Linked DNA regions of Mus musculus: all the other regions are linked to region 3. The links are chromatin contacts, called in public Hi-C, Micro-C and promoter capture Hi-C maps. All regions are on one chromosome and are shown on one strand. Each heading gives the region's core, a stretch centred on a gene start, on an enhancer-like site or on the middle of the called end of the contact. The rest is flanking DNA. Distances are from core to core; before and after follow the strand shown.

Evidence for each region. Promoter capture Hi-C pulls out the DNA fragments that hold promoters and counts their contacts. Hi-C and Micro-C count contacts between places; a contact is called where the count stands out from the background.
Region 1: a promoter capture Hi-C map of pre-B cells shows a contact between it and region 3, with 6 times the contacts expected there. The contact joins the promoter of Acer2 here to the promoter of Mtap in region 3. A contact is called at or near these places in 3 of 39 promoter capture datasets (liver and pre-B cells) and 1 of 484 Hi-C or Micro-C datasets (CD4 T cells).
Region 2: a Micro-C map of palatal mesenchyme shows a contact between it and region 3, with 3 times the contacts expected there. The contact joins the promoter of Elavl2 here to the promoter of Mtap in region 3. A contact is called at or near these places in 1 of 484 Hi-C or Micro-C datasets (palatal mesenchyme) and 1 of 115 datasets of contacts at active chromatin or transcription factors (astrocytes).
Region 4: a Hi-C map of CD8 T cells shows a contact between it and region 3, with 4 times the contacts expected there. The contact joins the promoter of Dennd4c here to the promoter of Mtap in region 3. A contact is called at or near these places in 2 of 484 Hi-C or Micro-C datasets (CD4 T cells and CD8 T cells).

The regions. Positions count from the first base shown.
Region 1 is chr4:86,873,099-86,875,857 of GRCm38.p6, reverse strand. Acer2 (alkaline ceramidase 2) reads right to left here and starts at 1,444. Exons shown (of 6, transcript NM_139306.3): 1 at 1,262-1,444. The coding sequence starts at 1,369.
Region 2 is chr4:91,375,174-91,377,873 of GRCm38.p6, reverse strand. It overlaps Elavl2 (ELAV like RNA binding protein 1), which reads left to right and starts at 1,378. Exons shown (of 8, transcript NM_001347149.2): 1 at 1,378-1,938.
Region 3 is chr4:89,135,787-89,138,665 of GRCm38.p6, reverse strand. Mtap (methylthioadenosine phosphorylase) reads right to left here and starts at 1,296. Exons shown (of 8, transcript NM_024433.2): 1 at 1,142-1,296. The coding sequence starts at 1,174.
Region 4 is chr4:86,747,252-86,750,090 of GRCm38.p6, reverse strand. Dennd4c (DENN/MADD domain containing 4C) reads right to left here and starts at 1,536. Exons shown (of 32, transcript NM_184088.1): 1 at 1,179-1,536. It overlaps Gm6521 (predicted gene 6521), which reads left to right and starts at 687. Exons shown (of 1, transcript NR_168733.1): 1 at 687-2,566.

The sequences.
Region 1 (2,759 bases), core at 195-2,694, 2.3 Mb after region 3:
CTATGTAGAGAGCATCATAAATACCCCACCAGGTTGGATAATAGGGAACATGTGGCCACTTTCACTAACTAGATCTTTCCCTATGTCTCTGAATGTCAAAGGTCTGGTTTCATTGAGCAACTAAGAAGTGGGTGTGGAGGAAAAGCCCTGGATAAGGCACGGTGGAGAATTCTGGGTCAGTCGCAGACATAGCAGCACATGGGCATGACAGCTCACTGCTCAATAGCCTAGTAATACGAACAAAAACGGGAGTTGGGGGATCAAAAGTAAAGGACAGGGGCATAAAAGGGACTAGGGGTCTATCCAGGCAATAATGCTTGATTCTTGCTGAGAACATTCTTTCCAGAAATCCGAAAGGGGAAAAAAAAAATCCTAAATAGCAATCTCAAACTCACAATGACTCAAAGAGTTCCTGTTTTCTCTGTTTGAACAGCAAAAAAAGATAAGCCAGAAAAATGACCATGCAAAGTCACATTGGATACCAGAGTCCTGAGGGATGGATGGGTTCAGGGGGAAAAAGCAGAAACATTTCCTCTCCTAGGGACAATCCTTCCCTCTCGCAAAGAACAAAATCCCAGGAATTCTGTAAATTTCTGCTTGTCCATATCTAGGGACCTAGGCAAGTCCAGAAAACCCACAGCTATCACTCCTAGACTTCACAGTCACCACTAGGAGCTGGCTCAAAACTGGACTCTAAAAGCAACAAGAAAAAGAACTCATAGGAAGTTACTTGATTCTGGACGAAAATAATTAGATCAACATTGTCATAGTTTAGTGAAAAGGACTTGCCGATTTGTGAGAGTGGACCCAGCCCTGGACATGTCCAGGGCTCCCCTTTCCTAGGGAGCCCAAAACAGGTACTCAGAGGAAAAAAAAAAAAAAAAAAAAAAAAAAACGCACAATGAGACCCAGGTGCGTCACGCCACAAAGATCCTAGGCAGAAAAAAGGGAGCTGCCCCTGTGAGCTCACGTCCCTAAATGACCCAAACTGGAAAAAATGGGTTGATGCGGACCCTTGGATCCCGGAGCACAGGAGCCAAACAAGACAATAGAGCCATAAAGAAGAAAATGACAGGAAGAGCTGGAGGAGCTCTGGAAAGGGACCGGAGAGGAGTGCAGAAATGGAGCTGGAAGAAGCGCCCGGAGAAGGGGGCGTGGAGTGAATCTGCCACGGACGTCCACGGTTGCTTCCAGGCGCCACAGACACGGGGATAGCTCCCTCCCTCCGCCCACCTGCCCCGCCGCTCCCCGCGTCCCGCACCGTGTTGTAGAACTCGGCAATGGCAGGCACGATAGTGTAGTTGTCCTCGCACCAATCCACCTCCGAACTGCCAGCCCGCAGGTGGTCCCACCAGTGCGGGGCGCCCATGGCCGCTCTGGAGCATCGGAGCAGCTTCTCTGCAGCGGCGACCGGCCCGAGCGGCTGCGAGGCACACTGTGCGTCTGTGGCTTTATGCGGTGCGGGACAGCCTCCGGATACGGCGCCTCCCCGCGGCCCTCCCAAGCCGGGCTGTGCCCGCCTGCCACCGCCGGGACACTCACGCCCCAGCCCCGCCCCCCGGAGTCCCGGAGCACGGCGGCCACGCCCACCCGGGGCGGGACCTGACAGGCTTGGGGAACCCCCAAGGGTAGGACCGGGGCTGGGGTGGAAGTCGGGACTCTCCGGTTCCACCGTGGTTGGTGGCAAAGGTCTTCGGAGTCGCTCTTGTCCGCGTGCGTCCAGGTTGTGTAAAGAACGCCAAAACGGCCCCTACCCTTTGTAAAAATGTAAAGTACGGAAAAACGCACAGAGACCCGGACCTCTTTGGACTCCGGGGTAGTTCGCAGCAATTTTCTTCACTGCACTAGGGACACCAATTCTCACGCCTAAGGAATATTCTTGTTCCTCTTGAAGGCAGAACAGCTTTACCAGACCCAATTCGTTGCTGGCTAGGATAAAAAGATTCTCAAGGCTGTAGCAACAGGTTCTCTGGACCCTGCCAAGCATCCTGGGCCACCCACACCAGGAGAGCATTTCTGTAGTACTGAATGTTTAGTCATTTATGGGTAACATAAGACTTGGGGAAACCTTCGGCCATCCCAACCCACAGAAGATGCAGGTAAGAACACACAAGTACAGAACGTAATACATACATAGTTGTATATAGTACATATAGTATTATGAGCTGGGCACTGTTGAGAGAGTGTTCGTTCATATGTCACTCATTAGGTGTCCCCGGTGGCATCCTGGGTAGCGGGTTCTGTTAACCTTTCTACCTTTCTCTTCCTCAGACACCCACACAGCCATTGTCTCCACGGCTGGCAGAAGCTGCCAGTCTCCACCTCCTGTTTACGAAATCCAGCTTTATTCCTTACAGGCCAAACCACTCCTGTGACCTCATTATCCCACCTTCTGTCCCCTCTCCCTTCTCTAGAGCCGGTTCTACTGAAGGTCTTCTGGAACCCAAGAAGAAGAACATAGACTGTGACCTCCTTCTAGGGTCAGTTACAGGCTAGCAGGAGTGAGCAGGCCAGAGCCACAAACGAAAAATGCACTATAAGGGCTCCCTGCACAGTAATGGCTCCCCCACTGTTGTATATTCAACACCAGCTGGTCCAGCAGAACTGCTTTCTCATGTGATCATATTTTTCTCCTCCCGATAGCTTAGGCAAAAATAAGCTGGGTGTAGTGGCACAAGCTTGTAATCCTGGAAAGAAAAACTATCCATTATCTATCTATCCAATATGATATAAAACAGTTACTGTGTATGGCAATTTTC
Region 2 (2,700 bases), core at 129-2,628, 2.2 Mb before region 3:
TTATCAAACTCAAGGACGCGCTCAAGGAACACCAATTTCCTTTCCACTTCTAAGTCACTTGCTCTCAGACCATCTTTCTCTTTCCCTCTGACATTCCATCTTCCTGCAATGTTTAATTTCTACCGTTGCCTTTGCTCTCTTACATTATCAAGGACAGTGACTAGTAGCAAATAAACATAGTAGTAAAATAATTTTTGAGAGAAGAGAGATTATGTAAGAAATATATGTACTGTTTAGGAAGTTGAGGCTATCTGTCAAAACTGAAAAATTCCTTGGGAATGAACTAAGTTAGGTGGATATTGTTTCTCATTGTAAATACATCTAGGTAAATTTAGTAATCTCACTTTCACTTAACGGAAGAAATAAGTATGAATAAACCTGCACTTCAGCCTCTTGAATATTACTCAAACATGAGGTTGGAATAAAGAAATCTTCATCTATAAAGCAAAGACATAGACAGCACTTGGTCTACTGATCAAACTTTTGAATTCTCAAAAGAACCTGGTAAAGGCTGAACTATCTTTACTGTCAGCAATCCTTGTGAGGTTCAAGATCTGTATTGCCAGCAAATGCAAAGGAGTGGCTTGTTTTAATTTTATATGTAGCTGCTCTTTTTACCTCCAACTGAAGGACCTTATTTCAATTCATTACCTGTTTTTTTGTTTTTGTTAAGTACGATGTTTTTGCTACCCCCTTTTAACCCTGACATACATTGAAAGCTAGTTCAAACTGTACAGATTCAGTTGAAACCATTTCTATTTCATTCTTATTCTAAAAGGAGAGAGAGAGAGAGAGAGAGAGAGAGAGAGAGAGAAAGAGAGAGAAAGAGGTGGACATATTAAAATAGAGAAACATACACACAGTTACCCAATATCTAATACAGATGTAAAGATTACTGGAACACAAACCAAAAAAGGCATGCGGACAAGTAATGGGTGTACGTTCAAATCCCTCTCAAATCAAAGAGAGGCGCTCTCGATGACTCATACATACCGGACAGTTTACTATTACAAAGAAACATGCCAAAGATGCAGCCGTGAGGGCAAATAAAACGAATCTTTTGGAAGCAGAAAGACTTAAGAGGAAAATAGATGGTGCAATATCGCAAACTCTCATAGTACAGTTCCCTCCCACGTTGCTCTCTCTCTCTCTCTCCCATCTCTTTTTGCTTCTTGCATTTCCCTTCGCCGCCAGTGTTAAGTGTGTACCTCCCGGCACAACTTACCTTGAAACGGGACTCCATTGAGCTCTCAAGAGTGACATAAGTCCCTAGCCAATCACCTAGCAGAGCTTCGCCTGGGCGGCCTCAATAGAAGCGTCTCGCCCAATCAGAAACCTGGGGCGATGAGCATGTTGCGTTGTGGCGCAACTCGGCGTATACTTCCGCGCGTGCTGCCCGGGATAGGACTCTGGCAGAGCAGCTGCACACACGGCAGTGCGGAGGCAGAGAAGGGGTTGGTGATACGGTGCTATAAATCTGTGGTCCAGTCCACCTCCCTTTTAAGACGTCCTCCCCCCTTATTTCTGTTCTCACTTAGAGATGCAGCAGCTTACTCCTGTAGCGACCTACTAAAAAGCAACACGGAGAAAGACATCGTCTTTTTGAAAAAACGTTCTTTCGTCTCTTTTCTTTGTTCCTTGGTTTGTTTTTCTTGCACCTTTTTGTTTAGTTGAACGGCAATAGGAGTAGTCTCTCCGTCTTTTTAAACTCTCTTTTTTAAGTTTCCCCTCCCCTTTCATATTTTTTTTCATCATTTCTTTTAGCATTGGACTTTGGGGTCGAAAGCATTTCTTTTTATTTGCTTCTTTTAAGCCGAGCACAGTTTAGGTTTCGTGCTGTCTTAAGAGAACTATCCAGCAGCTTCTTGCTCATCCTTATTGGGAGAAGTGCACCGTTACTTTAAAAATACACATACACAAAAACCTTAAGGGAGAAAGGTAAGTTTCGGTTTGGTTTCTTTAATCATTAGTTGCAGCGATGCGCTGGCAAACCCAGAAAACCTGTAAGTGAGCGGAATACAGAATGTGAAGTTAATTGCACATGTTTGCCTCATTTCAAAGCGACTGCTTTGCTTTTTTTTATTTTTATTTTTATTTTTTTTATTCTTGAGAGCCAGACTAGAAGACAGTGGACGCATGCTTAACGTACTGAATATTCGAAAATGTCACTTGATAGAAACTTAAGTGGTAAATGTGGTCAAGATCCAGCAGGCTACAATGGGAGGCTACATGTTCAGTGAGCTTCGGGGTTGAGGTTGGAAGTTCATTTCGTGGGAAGAGAGGGATAACTTGAATGTTGGAGGGGAATGCATGCCTCTACTTTCGCAAAGGAATCGGAGGACTGGGGAAATCAGAAGCCCTGGACTTACTTGCAGATTAGACCAGTGGGGAAAATCCTCAGCTTAATTGCATTAACTAGATAGCGTGTGCCGGGGAGATGGGATTGCCAGATGGAATTTAGATGCTGCACCAGGCAGCGAGTTGTAGTTGCCTGGAAAAAGTACATACAGCCTAAGGGCTGGGGCTGGGCTGGGGCTGGGGTAAGGTTAGAAGCTGTCAAAACTCATCATTGCCAGAATTGAGGACTCTGATTCACGGATTCCAATGATTGTAATTCAGATTTTAAAGAAGACTGCCAATTTGGGGCCGAATCTTTGAGCCTATACCGGATATGAGATTCCCTTTGTTCAGAAAAGCGTA
Region 3 (2,879 bases), core at 47-2,546:
AGTACCTACTGTACCTTGCACATGAAGACCCTTTCTGCCCCGTTCCTGCTGACTGGAACCATGGCTTTCTATAAATGTAAATAATCCTTTTCAAAATGGAGAAAAGAAAAAGTTGGCCCCTATGACCGAATGCAGCAACCTCACCCTGAGTGGTTCATGAAGCCCTGCAGGGCCCCAGTATACAATGCCCTGGCACGCTGAAGGCTAAATGCAGAGATGGGCCTCTTGCAAGGGCATCAAACGGCACTGCAGGCAATCAAAAGGATGCCTGAAGAAAACTGTGCACTTCCTGTAGCATGGGTCAGAAATTCCTAAACTGAATCAAATTAACTGCGTTCTTGGCTAATAATAAACAGCCTAGAAAGGACTTAAACACCAGTGTTTCCTGGGCTCCGTTATTCCACTCTCTACCCATCAATCAGGATGTGTTTAAAACTCCCCAAGGGAGGCTCACTCCAACTCTCAGAACTCATGCTCTCATCTGGCCAGCTGTTCCCGGCGCACAAGAGTCCCTTGTGTCCAGATCTCTGGGGACCTAAGGCCTAAGAAAATAACTCTAACTTTCAAGGTTGGAAAGCGGTTTATAAGACAGAGGCCTCCAGTCTGAGAGCGGTCCGCGCTCTGTTTCAGTATTTAAAAAGTCTCAGAGCTCCCTCAGCTCTGCGCTGCCGAGGTAAAACAAAGCAAAAGGAAATCTAAGTTTGGAGGGGGAAATGAAGCCGAAGCATGCAAAAGAGCAAGTGCCAGCTCTCCCACGTGGGCCTAGTCAAAGTAGCGGAAGCTTAAGTCCCGTAAGACTAGAGGGACCGACGCAGCAGCCGCAGGAGCTGAGCCACGCGCCAGCTCCCGCCTGGGGGGGAGTGGTACTAAAAGAGGGTGGCAGCGGGGCGCAGTCCCCTCCATCATCCCGCTCCCCCTTCTATTACCCCACTCCCCATCAGAGCCCCGGTTACCACCGCTCGGGCCCGGAATGCAGATGAGTTCAAAGGCTGGGGACATCGGGGTGGCGCTGGGTGCCGCGCGCCCTGTCCCCTCCCTGCTGAGCGGTGGGTGGGGGGCGCTCCGGCTGGGGACACAGCCTGGAGGCTCGAGAAGGAACCCTGCAGGGCTGGCCCATTCACAGCTTGTAGGGTGATCTCACCTTCACCGCCGTGCAGGCGGAGCCCGAGGCCATGTCTGCACCAGGGAAGTCCACAGCGGGCCGCAGCGTGGGACCGGGAGGAGACTGCGGGGCCGGCGTGGCGCGGGAGTGAGCAGTGCGGGGACCCACGGGCTCTGGCTCCTCCTCTTCCTCCCGGGGAGCGCGGGATTGGCTGTTCTCCTCCACCCTCCTCCTCAAATCAGGTTCCCGCCTCCCGTCCCTCTTGCAGAGTTTTCGGCTTCTCGGGGCTTCTGTTGTTACTGTGCAGCCTGATGGCGAGTCTATGATCAAGATAGAAAAGCCACTTAGGATGTGCTTGTCACTTTGTCTTTTAACTGTTTCACAAGAACATGGTGAGGTAGCGCATTACTGCCAGTTCTGCGGCGACTTGGCTGCCCCGGTGGCCAGGGCTGTAAAATCAGGGCCTGCCGCATTCCTGGGCTTTGGGGAGGGCGGAGGGAAACTGAAGAGTGCTAGCTTGAGATTCCCGCCCCCCACAGCTCTGATTTACAAACTGGTTTATTTAGCTTCTGTTTGGCGGGGAGCTTTTAAGGAGGCAGGACCCTCCCCAACACCCAGCCTGATGCTACCAGCAAGGGGCATTTTTAAAATTCCTTTATACAATGGCTAGTGATGCAGATTTGTAATCCCACTCACTCATGAAGTCTGGTCAGCAAGCAGTATGGCAAGTTCAAAGTCTTACTTGGTTACAGAGTGAGTTCAAGACCATCTTGAGCAATATTAAGAGTCTATCTCAAAAATAAACAGAGGGCTTGGTATTTAGCTCAGCACTAAAGTGTTTATCTAGCATCCAAGGAGACACTAGCTTCAATCCTCACTCCAATAAAATAAGCAAAAATTAAAACAAAACTTTCTATGCCAGGGCAGCATACGGTACAGCAGGATTCAGGTCAGGACCTGTGTCTCTGTGATGCAATACCAGCAAGACCCACTCTGACCCCAGCGACCTTTCCCCTGGATACTCTCTCTGAGAGGCCCTATCCCTTCTCTACTAGGACAATTCATTATAGCCTTTGATGGTACAAGCTGCGCCAAACAAAATGCTGGGCAGCAGCTATCTTTTTTTTTTTCTTAGTTTATTTCATTATTTATATGTATGCACACACAAATACCTGCAGGTGTGTTTGTGTTTGTGTGTGTGTGTGTGTGTGTGTGTGTTTGTCCAGAACCCAGCCTGAAGCTGGAGTAACAGGCAACTGTGAACTGCCTGATATAGATTCTGGAAACCGAATTTACCTCTACAAGTGCTCTTAACCCCTGAGCCATCTCTCCAACCCTGGGTGACAGCTATCATTTTTTAAGGTTTATTTATTACTATATCTAAGTACACTGTAGCTGTCGTCAGATGCACTAGAAGAGGGCATCAGATCTCATTACGGATGGTTGTAAGCCACCATGTGGTTGCTGGGATTTGAACTCAGGACCTTTGGAAGAGCAGACAGTACTCTTAACAGCTGAGCCATCTCGCCAGCCCTGGGTGACAGCTATCTTAAGGGTGGTCCCCCGAGATATAGAAAAAGCTACAAATTTCTCTGTGGTTGGGAAGGAGCCAAGGAAGGAGATTCTGTTTTCTTCTTCTCAGCAGTGTTAACTGAAAGTTCCCAGAGAAAAGGTACCCTCGACTCGCATTCGACGAGGCCGATGAACTAATCAGGCTTGTGGAGAGTTGGAAAGTTTCTGGCCCAGAGCCTACCTTGCCCTGTCTTGCCCCACTAAG
Region 4 (2,839 bases), core at 287-2,786, 2.4 Mb after region 3:
ATTATGTCTGAGATTTCTAAGTTCCCAGTCTTATCAAGAAGGCAGTTTGCTAACTTTTTAACATTAATATTGAGAGCAAAGCAGAAAATATAGTGGGTTTTATGGTTATAATGACTATGATAAAAAGTTTTCCTTTTGCAAATTTTTTTTAACAAAAAAGTCACATAATGAGTTCTAGATTCGAGGTAGTTTAGTATATTTACATGGTTATCAAATCAAATGAAATGTTTACTGAAAACCTGGCCAACAGGACACTACACCTAAGGATCTTTTCTAGCTTGCTTCTTGGAAGCATGGAGATAAGACGGCAAGACCTATTTCTAGGGACTCGAGTTTGCACACAATTAAGTAGCCTAAGTACGTCAACTGCTCAGACTACAGTGCATGACCTCTCTAGACAAAATCGCACAGCAAGTTGTGCTCTCAGTAGGCAGGAATGACGCCTTCTCTCACATTTGCTCAAGTAACTACAGTAACTGCCTTAAATTTTCCCGTGTGAAACCAACGAAATTTGAAGGGGAGCGGGGGTTGGGGGGGCGGCATTTTAAAAACTGGGTCATTCCTTATTTGTTCTCTCCAAGCACATTCTTCGGGAGGGAAACGGCCTACGAATCACAAAAAGGGGAGGGGGAAGAGGTGACAGCATCTCCAATGCTTTAAAGTTACGGCTCTTACAAGAGTCAGCACTTAGGGGCTCATTAGTTGGCTTTATTTGAGTTTAGTCACTCCAGAGCTGAATGGAGCCTTCCTATAAGTTATCCCCAACAAAGCAGCCCTAAACATCAGCCACGGTCCGGCAGAGGAGGAAATGCCCTGGATTCACCTGCGGCACCTGCCTGCACCCCGGTACCTCCACCTCCGCAGCGTCCACGGATCCTTACGCTCCACCCCAGCTGCCACCGCTCAGCACCCCGCCGGCCGGGCCAGGGCCGGAGAGCCTGGTTCCCGCCTCACCCCGGCGGCAGAGGCCAGGCCCGGTCCCTGCACCGAGTCGATCCTCTCGAGGCCCTCCGGCCGCAGCCTCTCCGAACGGCAGCCCGCGGGCTCCGGGGACCTCCCGCCCACTCACTCAGCGACTAGGCCAGCCGGCCGCTCCCCTCCTCCCGCGCGGTCCCGCACGCTACCTGAGCGGCCTGGCGGAGCGGGAGGAATCGGGCAGGGCAGCGGTGCGGACTCACCTGCGCCGGCCCAGTCGGCGACTGTCCGACACCGGAGCTTCCTGGGGTGAGAAAGCGCCGGCTACGCGGCCTGGGCACCCTCCGCTGGCAGGGCCGGGACTCCGGGGCCCCTCTGCGCCTGCGCCTCCGCGCGGCCGGGTCTCCAGGGGACAGCCTGCAGCGAGGGCAACTGCCGACCGAAGGGCTCGCGGGCCGCGGGCGCTGCGGGAGGACCGACGTCTAGGCACTGCCCGGGGCGAGACTGTCCGGACCACAGACCGCCATGTTTCTGTTCCCTATTCTTTTTTGCCTTCCCTTCCTTCCGCTCTTTTCCACAGAACACCACTTTCCCTCCCTCCGTCCCTCTCCCTTTCCTTCTGCGGGGGCGGTAGAAAGGACGCGGGGGGTGGGGTCCGAGGTCGGACCCGCCCCGCTAGAGCCACGCCCCTGTGGTTGGGCTCCACCCAGAGGTTGACCCACGCCCCCAGACTCCTACCAAGCCTCAGGCTCAGGCCACGCCTCTGCGCTTGTGCCCCGCCCCGCGAGCGCCCTCCTCCTGGCAGAATTCTGGCGGACCTCGGGGCGCTCCTTAGAATCCCGACGCCGAAGCGAGAGTCCTCCAGCTCTCCTGGCGCTAGTTGTAACCTTTCTGTTTGTTCTGCGGTGTTTTGTTTTGTTTTGTTTTGTTTTGTTTTGTTTTGTTTTGTTTTGTTTTGTTTTGTTTTGTTTTGTTGCGGTTGCCTGTGGCAGGTGACTACCGCCTCTCCAGGCTCAGGTTTTCAGAGAATGAGAAAGTGACTTAGAATAGCTCAAGGTCAATGAAAGAAAAAAAAAAGCCTAGAGAGACTTGCAGTTTCTCTTTAGTAGAGGCTGGAAGTTCCACCCATAATTGTGTGACCCCAAAGTCTGAGTGACACTGGAGGGCTGCCCTTCTCTAAGCCATCCAAAGACCTCTGAGAGACCTTAGCTGCGTTGTCTTTCTCTACTTCTATCCAGATTTTGATAACGCCAAACGAGTAACTCTTTAGTTTAGATAATCGTAATTTGCTGCCTCTCAAAGGTAACCTAGATCTCGAGGTAAACATTCTGAAGCTGATGGTTGTGAGCCTCAGGACAGAGTGCTGAGGATTTGACTCTGGTCCTAAAGAGAGCAGCAAGTACTCTGAAATAATAATCTCTTTAGCACCCAATTTTCAGTTCTGCAGGTACTGAAGGACGGAATTGGAGAGTCTTCACTGTAATGAAATTTTGACAAAATATTTTAATTTGTTTTGTTTGTTTGGCAGAAGGTAAGGTGGTGTGTAGGGTCTCACTATTTAGCCCTGGCATTTCCTGCAAGTCTTATTTGTAAATCAGGCTGGCCTTAAACACTCACCCTCCATTGCTGGAATTAAAGACTTGTGCTACCACTTGGTGACAATTTTTTTAGGGTATCAATTTTTCAAGGAACAAATAGCTTAAAATAAGTTACAACTTTTTTCCTCTTGGCAAAAGACAGATTAGGCGGCAGGGGTGGCTGGGGGGGGGGGGAGTAGAACAAAAGTGACTGATGTTTTTGAGCATGTCTTAGTGAAACCCTTTTCTTTGTATGCTGTTAAAAATTTCATTAAGCCGAGCAGTGGTGGCGCATTCCTTTAATCTCAGCACTTGGGAGGCAGAGGCAGGCATTTTCTGAGTTCGAG